2 separate regions of the Nomascus leucogenys genome follow, and region 1 is linked to region 2. Evidence: chromatin contacts called from public Hi-C data. All regions are on one chromosome and are shown on one strand. Each heading gives the region's core, a stretch centred on a gene start, on an enhancer-like site or on the middle of the called end of the contact. The rest is flanking DNA. Distances are from core to core; before and after follow the strand shown. Region 1 overlaps CLEC16A (protein CLEC16A). Region 2 overlaps CLEC16A (protein CLEC16A).

What was found. Hi-C and Micro-C count contacts between places; a contact is called where the count stands out from the background.
Region 1: a Hi-C map of an unstated tissue shows a contact between it and region 2, with 4 times the contacts expected there. The contact joins two enhancer-like sites. A contact is called at or near these places in 2 of 4 Hi-C or Micro-C datasets (a lymphoblastoid cell line and an unstated tissue).

What each region holds. Positions count from the first base shown.
Region 1 is chr18:92,191,862-92,197,945 of Asia_NLE_v1, forward strand. CLEC16A (protein CLEC16A) reads right to left here. Exons shown (of 24, transcript XM_030798973.1): 4 at 4,996-5,144; 5 at 3,089-3,194; 6 at 1,761-1,766; 7 at 1,255-1,378. Among named protein-coding and RNA genes, the nearest start is that of CLEC16A, 27 kb to the right of the region's middle. Within about 2 kb of position 2,355, the one cell type or tissue checked has an H3K27ac peak away from gene starts, as active enhancers do. A contact at or near this core is called in a lymphoblastoid cell line, where this site is marked.
Region 2 is chr18:92,067,276-92,073,455 of Asia_NLE_v1, forward strand. All of the region lies in intron 19 of CLEC16A (protein CLEC16A), which reads right to left. Among named protein-coding and RNA genes, the nearest start is that of CLEC16A, 150 kb to the right of the region's middle. Within about 2 kb of position 1,781, the one cell type or tissue checked has an H3K27ac peak away from gene starts, as active enhancers do. A contact at or near this core is called in a lymphoblastoid cell line, where this site is marked.

The DNA.
Region 1 (6,084 bases), core at 1,105-3,604, 130 kb after region 2:
AAAGTACACAATGTAATGGTTTTTGGTGGAGTCACAGAGTTGCCTGACCATGATCACAGTCAATTTTAGAACATTGTTATCCCCCCTGCAAAAAAAAGCCCCTTATGGCCGGGTACAGTGGCTCACGCCTGTAATCCCAGCACTTCTGGGAGGCCAAGGTGGGCGGATCATGAGGTCAGGAGCTCAAGACTAGCCTGGCCAACATGGTGAAACCCCATCTCTACTAAAAATACAAACATTAGTCAGGCGTGGTGGGGCATACCTGTAATCCCAGCTACTCCAGAGGCTGAGTCAAGAGAATCAGTTGAATCCAGGAGGCAGAGGTGCAGTGAGCCAAGATTGCACCACTGCACTCCAGCCTGGGTGACAGAGCAAGACTCTGTCTAAAAAAAAAAAAAAAAAAAAAAAAAAAAAAAAAAAAAAAAAAAGGAAGCAGCCCCTGACTTGGCCAGATGTGTGGCTCACACCTGTAATCCTAGCACTTTGGGAGGCCGAGACAGGAGGATTGCTTGAGCCCAGGAATGCAAGATTGGCCTGGGCAACATGGCGAAACCCCATCTCTACTAAAAATCAAAAAAATTAGCTGGGCATGGTGGCATAGGCCTGGTGGTCTTAGCTACCTGGGAGGCTGAGGCAGGAGGATTGCTTAAACCTACGAGGTCGAGGCTGCAGTGAGCCATGATCACCCCGCTGCTCTCCGGCCTGGCTGACAGAGCAATACTCTGTCTCAAAAAAGAAAAAAAAGCCCTATACTCATTAGCAGTTGCTTCCTATGTCCCCACACAACATCCTAGCCCTAGGAAACCACCAATCTACTTTCTGCCCCTATAGATTCACCTATTCTGGGCATTTCACTAGGCATAATGCTTTTGAGGTTCATCTACGCCATACCAAGTGTCAGCACTTCATTCCTTTTTATCGCCAAACACTATTCCATCGTACAGACAGACTACATTTTGTTAATGCATTCATCAGCTGACAGAGCCTCTTGACCTTCTCACCAGCTGCCTAGCAGCCCCATCTATGGCTGTACTGAATTGATTTACCCCGCCTGCTCTGGGAGGCGTCTGAGTTGTTTCCAGTGTTTCATTATTACAAATAGGTGAGCAGGACCTTTTAGAGTATGGAAGTCCATGCTCTGCCTACACAGAGGTAGGGAAGTGCTGTTCTTGTGTTTATTTTTCCTTGATGAAAACAGAATTCTCCCCTAACCACCCTGTCTATCTACTGAGTGGCCCTGGGGGTGTCACTTACTCCTCATCAGTCTGCACGCAGTCATCGAGTTCGATCACGTGGCTCCCGATGAACCAGACCAAATTGGAAAAGTAAGGAACAGCAGTTTTATCTCGGATGTAGTGCAGCATGGCCTGGTTATCCACTGAGAAAATTCACAGAAGAAAAAACAAGTCAAGCTACCAAAAATAACTTGGGGAAGATTAAAAAAATAATAAATAAAAACAAAGCAAAACCCAAAAACCATAATGAAAAAGCCCTCTGCTATAATCTGAAATTGTCTGTCTTTCCTGGAAATACTTAAAAATGTTTATCTTATTCATAAAAGTATAGTCATCAAGGCAGTTCTTACGATATTTTATACTTAAAAATAAATTAGTTGGGCTAAACATTAATGGTGCATGGGAGAGCCTACTTATCAGTAGCAGAATGAGCTAGACTACACTGAGAATTACACCATTCTCAACCAAGGTATTTACATATAAGGGTAGACTAAGAAAGCAGAAAACCAGAGGTTAATAACTTACGTGACACTGGAATAAGGAACACAGGAATCGTCATTGAAGGAAAAGCAAAAAACAGACAACAGTTAACAGGGTTAGGACCTGGGAAGGTGAGAGAGCTGCTCAGAGGGAGAGAGACTAGGGTGGGAGGCATCTGCACAGAGAGATAAGGTTAGAAGGAGACAGGAGAAAACAGAGCAGGAGGCAGCAGAACCAACTGTGGCTTGGACCAGGGTCACAATCTTAGCAGCCTGCCAGGTTGGCTGGTGGCCAGAGGTCTAGTGCGTGACCTGGGAGCATGGGCCTTGACCCCAAAGAGGCAGCTGCTTCTGTGCCAGCTGACCCCCCCACCTGCAGGACTGTGGGCCTCAACTAGCCAAATCTACATCTTCAAGGTGCAAATCCAGATTATCATGGACGATCTCCCAATTTTTAAATACTGGCAACTACATATTTTTTCAAAAACTAAGCCAATTAAAACATGTCTGATAGCTGGATATGGCCCACAGGTCCTCAGTTTGTGACCCCTGGATGGGTCCAGTTGGGCTCTTAGAAAAGTTCTTAAATTTAATGTAAGCCCAGTGCTAGGCTGGAGTGAGTCCCTGAGAAGCCCCCACCCTCATGAGGGAGTAATAACATTTTGACTCATGAAAGTCAAAGCCCTTTCATCCCTGAGAAAATAGTCCCATCTCCATTTTGGTGACTCCGGGGAAAAAAACCCAGGCATTAGGCAGAGAACTTCCAAGCATCGCCTTGGAAGGGCAATTCCAGTTCAGGAAACTTGTGGCCAGGCAGCCTTTGTGTCAGTGCAGTGGAGAGTGGGGGAATGGCTTTTTCCCTGGGGCAATGTTTTGGGTATTAAGAACATCCTGAGGGAAAGAAAGAACTGTTAGTGCTGGGCTTTGCAGCCTGTTGGGAATACAACATTGCCCCCTGCTGTTCAAATGTGACATGCTTTTATATATTACTTAAAAGTCAAATTACCCCTTAGCTGTATTAAAGTATATTTCACAAGCCAAGACACAAAAATTTAAATGACACATTAAAAAGACAACTTTGCCTTCTCAAATCCTAAAACATAGCCACTCTGAATCCCACACGTGCCTCTCAGGACCTCCTACTTCTATGCGGGAGCATGAGCAAGACTTCGACGTGCCTGGAGAAGGCAAGGATTTCCATGAGCGGCCAGCTAAATGCTAAGGGATTCCAAGTTTTTCATGAGAGAAGCTGCCACGGCTCATCATCAATGCACCCCCTCGTGACAATCGGAGAACCGTACGCACACACACGGGAGTGAGCGCTTGCTGCCAAGTCAGAAATCGGCCGAGACACAAGCCCATGAGGACACTTACCTTTATAGACGTTCAAAGTTATGGTTCTTACAGCAATTCTAACCATGCTTTCAGGGTGGTTGAAAAACTTGATGGCTTCTGTGTACAGGGCAAAGTCATTGGTGTGCTAAAACAAAAGAAATAACGAAAACAAATTAGAAGCCCATAAGCCAGGCCTGGCCCCATCCCAACTCTCTGAATTCCATCAGAGACTTCAGAAAAAGACAAAAAAAAAAAAAAAAAAGACATTGCCAACGTGAACCGTAAGTCAGTGGTTCATTCCCAACGGGGAATGCAGAAAGGGATAGGAAGGCAAAGTCACGGAAGAAACAGAAGAGTCCAAGTCCGTGTGGTGGTGCACACCCATGGTACCAGCTACTTGGGAGGCTGAGGTGGGAGGTTGGCTTGAGCCCAGGAGTTGGAGGCTGCAGTGAGATGTGATTGTGCCACTGCATGCCAGGCTGGGCAACAGAGCAAGACCCTGTCTCAAAAAAAGAAAAAAGAAAAAAGAGCAGTAGTAGTGGTAGTAGCAGTAATCACTGATTGATTGGCTGGGAGTGGTAGCTCATGCCCAGAATCCCAGCACTTTGGGGGGCCAAGGAGGGAGGATCACTTGAGGTCAGGAGTTTTGAGACCAGCCTGGGCAATGTGACAAGACCTCATCTCTACTTTAAAAATTATAATTAAAAAAAAAAGAGTCCAGATAATGTCAGACCTGGGTTCATTACCCGTTCTACCACTTCTAACCTGTGCAATGCAGTATTTCTAAACCTCTGTTTCTACATCTATAACATGGGGATAATAACATCTACTTTATGGTTTCCAGATTAAACGAGATCATTTCTGGTCTTGTGCTTATCCCAGCACTTGACACCTAAGAAGTACTCAGTGGGACGCAGGGAAACATGAGGGGAAGCCTGGTGGGAACCTTCTGAGAAAGTTTTCTTTGGAAGTTAAAAAGGGACACAAGAAGGGAAGTGATCTCATCAGGCATTTTGGCAGTGGCAGCCACCCTCTGACCATGAGGGGTTGAACCTGAGGATGGGTGCCAACTGTATAGTCAGCAGAGCAGCAAGATGGGAAAGCCTGGGTCCTCGCTGATACGGTTGAACCACAGGATGAACCAGCACGGCCAGTGCCGGGACCTTTTGGTATGGGAGATACATTGACCCTATTGTTCAAACCCCTTTTAGGTGTCAGGACAGGAGCAATTTATTTATTTAAGTTGTTCATTTTAATAATTCTCCCAAAGAATGTCAGGGACATTATCTTATCAACAATAGCAACATCTATGATTTTAGCTACATATATACTAGGCACTTTGAAGACATCATCTCATTTAATTCAACCCCTAATAACCCTATAAGATGTACATTCTTATCCCCATTTCTGAGATGAGGAAACTGAGGTTCAGAAACGGACTGGGACTTCCTGAAGGTGACACAGCAGGGAAGTGACAAAACCAACCCTGACTGGAGTTCCTGTTTTTCCCACAGGGCAACACTTCCCCAAGACAATATCTGGGCATGTCTCCTCTCTACCAAGTATAAAGCTCTCAGAACAAATTGAATTTTACATTAACAATGGAAAGGCTGGCCAGGTGCTGTGGCTCACGCCTGTAATCCTAACACTTTGGGAGGCCAAGGTAGGAGGATCGCTTGTGCCCTGGAGTTCAAGACCAACCTGGGAAATATAGTAAGACCCTGTCTCTACAAAGAATTAAATTTTTTTAATAGAAAGGTAACTTATTTAATTAAAAAAAATTTTTAAGCATGCCAAAGTCAAAAGTGTTGCCATGAAAATCATAACAAGTATATAAGAGCTTTGTAAACAGACACAAGACCATCCAGATATAAGGCGCTGTCATAAAAAAAAAAAAAGCCACGTGTGGCTTTACACCCACAGGTGCCCCTCTGCCAATTACTTACCTCATTATAAAAGAAATGGACAGTGTGGTTGTTGAGTTTTAATGAAAGTGTTTTCAGGAACGATATATAATAGGCCATAATCTCCTCATCAGAAAAGTCAAATTTATGAACGATGATAGAATTTACATAGTTATTTGAGAGCAAATAATCTAGAGAGAGAAAAAAACAAAACAGGTTAACTCATGCTGGAGGAAAGATAAGCCAGGTAACAAGCAGATGACCCGTCAATGTACTTGAATCAGGTAAGCCTCTGGGTTGCTGGAATTAAACACAGTAACTGGGAAGAGCTTAACTTTTAACCAGCAAAGAGATCATCTTCGATGCACAGTCACCAGGAAGTTCAAAGGCATCACCAGAGAACAGCCCTTCCCTGCCCGCCCACACCAAATAAAAAAAAGACACTCCAACATTTTAATTGATGGCAAAGTTCAACAAAGAGCTGGGAGTAGGGGGAGATTAGCTGGTGTGTGGGCATTTTCACAAACCACCCATGGATGAGGGTAAAAAGCTGCCCCCTTCTGCCATCACAAATCACATCATCAACTCTGAAGGCCACAAACAGGCCACACTAGGGTTTTTTTCCTCCTTATATAGCAACATGATTTCATAAAGGTCCCTTTCTGCTGAATCCCTACTACATGCCGGCCACTGGGCTGAGTGCTTTACATGACCATTTCACATGATCCTGCTCATTCTTCCCATTTTGCAGATGAGCAAAAACATCTCGGAGATGTTAACTTACCCGTGCACAGAGACAGTCACAGAGAAGGGATTCAAACTTAGGTCTGACGTCAGAGTTTGTCATGCATTACGGGGGCCCAACAATGAAAACTGGGTGATGAGGGCCCAAGGGCACTGGGGTCAACTAAAGAGCAACCCCATTCCCCAGCTCCCAGTGCCTGGCCCTGCGGAAATGCAGGCCAGTATGGTGAGGGCTTTCAACAGTGAAGAGAGGCAAAACCAGATTCCAACACTGCATCTCCTGATCCTGACATGTTTGCCACTGAAATAAACTAGCTTTTAAAGCTGTGCTGGCCGGCAAAAACATGTCTATCAGCCAGCTGCAGCCTATGGCCTGCAGTTTGATAT
Region 2 (6,180 bases), core at 531-3,030:
CATGGTTGGGTGTAGAGATTCAGCTACAGGGAAGTTCAAACTCGAGGTGGGGAGGACTTAAAAAGGGAAAAATTCACAGATACAGGGAAACTAAATCTTGGCAGGCCCTCATGGTGGCATGTTATACAGTCAGTTTTTTAAAAATCCTGTTAAAATGGTGGTTCCTAAACTTTAGTCATTTCCTTACCATCCTAAGGATTTTCTCCTAGTTGTACCACCTGTACCATTTATGTGATGTTTTCTTTAGATTATGTCCCTCCCTTTGTATTGAAATTTATAAGGAAAATTTCATTTACATCAACGCAAAATCAGCATCATCTTTCATAGAAGACATAATTACGTACATGGACAAAATATTCCTACATTTGCCAACCAAAAATTGCCTCAGGCACCACCTCTGGAAAAGTCTTGATGAGACACACAGCTTGGTGACGCAGGGACAAGGCATCCCCACAAGGCCTGGAGTGAAAAATTAAGGTTATCGAACAGCATGCACAGGGTGACCTCATTTTTGTAAAATGAACTCGTGTGGTTATCTTTGGGGTATGGTATGGTTACAAGTGTTTTTTAAATGCCTGTTTCTCTTTTCTTAATTTTCTACAGTGAATAGGTAATACTTTTATAATCAGAAAATAAATTTAGAAAACTTTCAATGGTCTGTATTCCTCCCGTGGGTCTCTGCGTGCTTCTTGGGACACAGGTCTGGAAGAAAACATACCCACTGTGACTGTGGTTATCCAGGGAAGTGGGATGAGGGGGGTGGAAATTACTTAGTTTTTATTTTATTTTACTTTTTGAGACAGGGTCTCACTCTGTCACCCAGGCTGGAGTGCAGTGATGCCATCACAGCTCACTATAGGCTTGACTTCCTGGACTCAAATGATCCTCCCACCTCAGCCTCCTGAGCAGCTGGGACTATAGATGAAGACCACCCAGCTATATAAATTTTTTTTTTTTTTTTTTTAGAGATGGGGTCTTGCTATGTTGCCCAGTCTGGTCTCCAACTCCTGGGCTCAAGTGATCCCCCACAACCCTCGCCTCAGCCTCCCAAAGTAACCGGGATTACAGGCCTAAGCCATGGTATCTGGCCTTAGTTTTGTTTTCTTACAAGTTATTTGCACAGTATTTGTGTAATTAAAAGGTAATGGCTGGGTGTGATGGTGTGCACCTGCAGTCCTAGCTACTTGGGAGGCTGAAGTGGGAAGATTGCTTGAACCCAGGAGTTTGAGTCCATTAACTTCCAAAGTGAAGGTCTCATTTGGTGCCAATCTCATGCTACAGCTATGCTTCTAGCTCCTTTTTTTTTTTTTTTCTTTTTCTTTTTGAGACAGAGTTTTGCTATGTCACCCAGGGTGGAGTGCAGTGGTATGATCTCGGCTCATAGCAACCTCTGCCTCCTGGGTTCAAGTGATTCTCTTGCCTCAGGCTCCCAGGTGGCTGGGATTACAGGCACCTGTCACCATGCCCGGCTAATTTTTCTATTGTTAGTAGAGACGGGGTTTTACCATGTTGGCCAGGCTGGTCTCGAACTCCTGATCTCAGGTGATCTGCCTGCCTCGGCCTCCCAAAGTGCTGGGATTATAGGCGTGAGCCATCGTGCCCGGCCATAGCTCCTGTCTTACTCAACTGTCCAGAGCACTGTGGCAAACCCTCAGCTATGCTGACTGCCTGGACTCTGTTCCTGGAGTGGTCATTCCCAACACACAGACCAGAGCTGGCCCGTGGACAGAATGTCAGGACTGATCAAGGTGAAAATGGGGAGGTGGGGGGAGCCCTGCACCCACAGTCAGAACATGATGTGCCAGGCTGCTGTGAGGGCCTTTCCAGCCGTGACCCCCGCACAGGCTTTTTTCTTGTTCATCTTCTCTCTCCTTTCTTTCTTCTCTCTGGTTCTTGCTCTAAAAGCACGACCTAGAAAAGGCAGGCTTTCCACGTTCCATAACATTACCGCCCACTTTTTCCTGCTACTTACATCAAAGATCCCAAGCTCACACATTTGAAACAGAATGTCATTTAAAAGACTACCCACTTAAAAAAAAAAAAGAAAAAAAAAGATTAGCAACTGTTCAAATAAGAAACAAGTCATGGAAAATGTGACTTTCATTTTAGTTCTGCTTTATCACACCTGCTAAGAAGAAAGTAGAAACTTCAAACACATCTCAGGTACTGAGGAGCCCAGAGCTGCAAAAGGTTAAGTGCTTTATCAGGGATCATCCAGTAGTAGGAAACTTTTTCCATTATGTGCTTAAAGGCCCACGGCCCCTTTAAATAGCCCCCTACTACTTCATAATAACGATAACTTGATTCATTCTATAGGCTTTATTGATTTAAATATGATTCATGTAAAATTCATGGCAACCATGCAAACCTAATTTTTCATATTTGAGCTACATTAGAAACTACACGGCAGAGGCAGGAGGGAAATGAGAGAAGGCATATTTGGGCAGTGGGGCCAAGGCAGGCATGCAGGGCCCCACAGGAAAAAAGGGAGAGATTTTTCTAAAGAACTCAGATGCAAAAAGAGACACACAAGGTCAGTTCTTAAGAAGGCAGCTGCCTGATGTGGCCTGGAAAAAGTTGTAGGGGGGAGGTGGTGCCTGTAAATGCTTCAAACTTCAGAGGCAAGGCCTCCTGTGACTCTCAGCTGCCCCTCCTCTGAGCAGCTGGAGCCAAGAGGGCCCGTTAAGCCACAAGAGCACTTCTGCCTCCTCCCACAAACCTCTCATCTGTAGATGAAGCCAGCTCTGGCCCCCAGAAGGTTTACTGCAATCACACCTTAGGGCTGGAAACTTATTAGGCTTGGCCTGCCCAGGACAGGCGCAGAGCTTCTGGGTCAAGCCTCTGGAACCCCTGACTCATGTTACCCTTCAGTTTCCCCTTTGAGCCCCTGGAGCCTTCATCCTTGGTCACCTGAAGGTGACACAGCAAGGTGGTTCATTAGGACAGCCACGGGCTGGGAAGGGGCCCTGGACAACTGGGAAGTACCCTGGAGGAAAGGTTGAGACCAGGACATCATTTAGGGGAATGGGGTCAGTCCTGCTTCCTAATGCCACAGTTACAAAAGAAGGCAGAAATTAACCACCATGGCTTCTACAAGCGCATGATAGGACCTGCCTGTCATCCAAAGGCCCTCGTCACCCCTCCACCCCAACAGGCTAGGAAGCCTGTGGGTCCTCCCTTCTAACCAAGCCTGCCCCATCCCTGAATGCACTGTGGCTTGGGTCACTGTCCTCTCACTTGGGGTGAATGAGAGAGGCATGTTCCACCAGCTGCCGCCTCCAGTCTTGCTACCTCATCCCTGCTAACTGTGCCATGGAAGTGGGCTTCCTGGAGCCCACTTTCCTGTCTTTCAGCAGGGCCCCTTCTCTGCAGTGCCACACCCTCATATCCTGGCTCGCCTTCTACCTCCTCTTGCTCAGTCTTGTACAGGCCCTGCCCTCTTCCACCTGTGCTGTGCCCAGGGTGCATCTGCCCACCCTCGGCGCCTGGCTGATATTTACTTCTTCAAAAATACGCCCACTTTGCTTTAAGACAGATTCATTTGGTGGCTCCTCAGTGCCAGGTAGTATAGATATGAAGAGAAAGGTGACCAGTCACTGCCCACCTTCCAACACTTGAGTCCGGGCAGAATCACTGAAGTGTCCAGCAGGGCATGCTCCCAGCCTGTGCACTGGAAGCCTGTTTGTTCCTTTGCCTGAGTGCCACAGGAAGTGTCTGCCAGGGTTTAGGAGGCCTTGAAGCACTTTTTGAGTCTTAGACTCATACTTACTGGGAGGAGTATGGCCATGGTAACTGCACTGGATGAGGAAAAGTGGCTTTGTTCTCCAAATGTCCCAACTCCAGGGCCCAGGCTCACTGTGAGGGATGGCAGGGATGGGCCACTCCATTGAAGCCAAGTGCCCTTCTCTCTCTCACTCTGCTGTGCTAAGCAAGTCTAACTGAACTCATAGGAGATGAGGGTGCATCCCATGTGATGCCCCGAAAGCACCACGAGAAGGGGGTGCAAAGGCTGTAGGAGCCAGCAGGGAAGTAGAGGTGGTAGGGGGTACAGGAGGAGGAGACCCCTGAGATGGGTCTGGACAGGTGGCCCAAGTAAGGGCGCTCCTCACCCCAGCTCCTCCCTGCTCCATGGGGGCCTCGACACTGGGGTAGGCGGAGCTTCCTGCCTCCTGGCCTGTCTCCCACTAGACTGGCGACAGTTGTGATGATGAGGATAATGACAGTCAGCATGCACTGGGGATTCTATTATGGATCAAATGCTTGTTAGTATATTTGTCACGACCACCCTGTTTTATGGAAGAGGAAACCGAGGCCCACAGAGTTTCAGAAGCTCGGCCAAAGTCATACAGCTCATAGACAACAGACCCTGATAGATTCTGACTCCAGAGCACCTACTTTCACCATTGTGCCATGAACAAAAGGAAGGAAGAAACCAAAAGTTTTGGGGACAGGAACTGAAATCATTTATGTTCAAATCTGTATTTGCAAAAATGTTCAAGGAAATGCTGGAAATGCCTGCAAGCCAGGGATTGGTTTAAGTATGGGCTTTTGTGTGTGTGTGTTTCTTTTTGTTTTTGAGACCGAGCCAGGCTGGAGTGCAGTGGTATGATCTTGGCTCACTGGAACCTCCCGGGAGGCTGTGATCCTCCCACCTCAGCCTCCCAAGTAGTCCCGAGTAGCTGGGACTACAGGCTCCCACCACCACACCTGGCATGTTTTCTTTTATGTGTGTGTTTTTGTTTTTGTTTGTTTGTTTTTTGGGACAGGTCTTACTCTATCGCCCAGGCTGGAGTGCAGTGGTGTGATCTTGGCTTACTTCAGTCTTGACCTGCTGGGCTCAAGCGATCCTCCCACCTCAGCTTCCCAAGTAGCTTGGACTACAGGTGCATACCACCACACTTGGCTAGTTTTTCGTTTTTGTAGAGATGGAGTTTTGCCATGTTGCCCAGGCTGGTCTTGAACTCCTGACCTCAAGTGATCTGTCCACCTGCCTCCCAAAGTGCTGGGTAAATTACAGGCGTGAGCCACTGTGCTTGGCCTAAGTGTGTTTTTAAGGAGCTTGTTTTCTGTGGATAATGGAGGGCTCCTGCACATTTAAGTCCAAGCAGACCCTACGGTGAGAGAGGGCGGCCGACGGGGAAGCCTTCTGAGGAAGCAAACCCATGGCAGTCCCAGGGTGTCAGAACAGCCCTGCTGAGTACCTGTTACTTAAGCACATCTTTCCTACAAAGAAAAGTGGGGTAACTTACGACGGGGAGCTCAGGCATCAAGTTCAGCTACTGGTGGGTTACCAGAAAGCCTAGCAGATCACCTGCGGCCGGAGTCATGGAACTTGAGCTTACACCTATCAGAGGCCTGCTGTGTTTCAGGCATTGTGCTCAAAGCTTTCCTGACAATTTTCCTCATTTTTCAGATGAAGGAGACCTGAGGCTCAGGTTAAGCCATGTGCTGAGGTCACCTGGCTGGCAAGCAGCAGAGGTAGCCTGAGTGCTGGCGGTCAGACTCTGGGGAGGACCCATTTACCCGCTAACTCTACCCATCTCCGAGCCAGTGCCCTTCCCTGTGCAGTGCCAGCCCCTCAGGACAGCCCTGCAGAGGTGGGGGGGGCCTGAGACTCAGTAGGTGCAGAAGGCTGCCAGGGCACACAGCCCCACCCGCCCTAAGAGGTGAATCACAGCCTTCAGAGCATGCTCTTGCCTCTACCTGCTGCCTCTCAGGCGCCACTGGGGCCAGACCTGGGGGCACCCACCACAAAATAAGGCTTCTTCATCAAGTGGCTGACACTGAATAGGCCTGTGAGCTTTTACTGAAAGCCACACACAACTTCCCTTTTACCCTTTGAAATAAGTGATATCATTTTCAACATCAGTTATCCATCTCCTGTGTCTTTTAATAGAAGCAGCTCATGGTGTGAGTTGGGGTAGATATAAACACAGGAGGGAAAACTGCTTACCTCACGTCTTTACTGAGAAAGGAGATTAGGCGCTTTAAAGGCAAAATCCTGGCTAGGCTTGGTGGCTCACGCCTGTAATCCCAACACCTTGGGAGGCCAAGGTGGGTGGGGTGCTTGAGCCCAGAAGTTCAAGACTAGCCTGGGCAACACAGTGAGACCTCATCTCAAAAAATTAAAATAGGCTGGGCACAGTGGCTCATGCCTGTAATCCCAGCATTTTGGGAGGC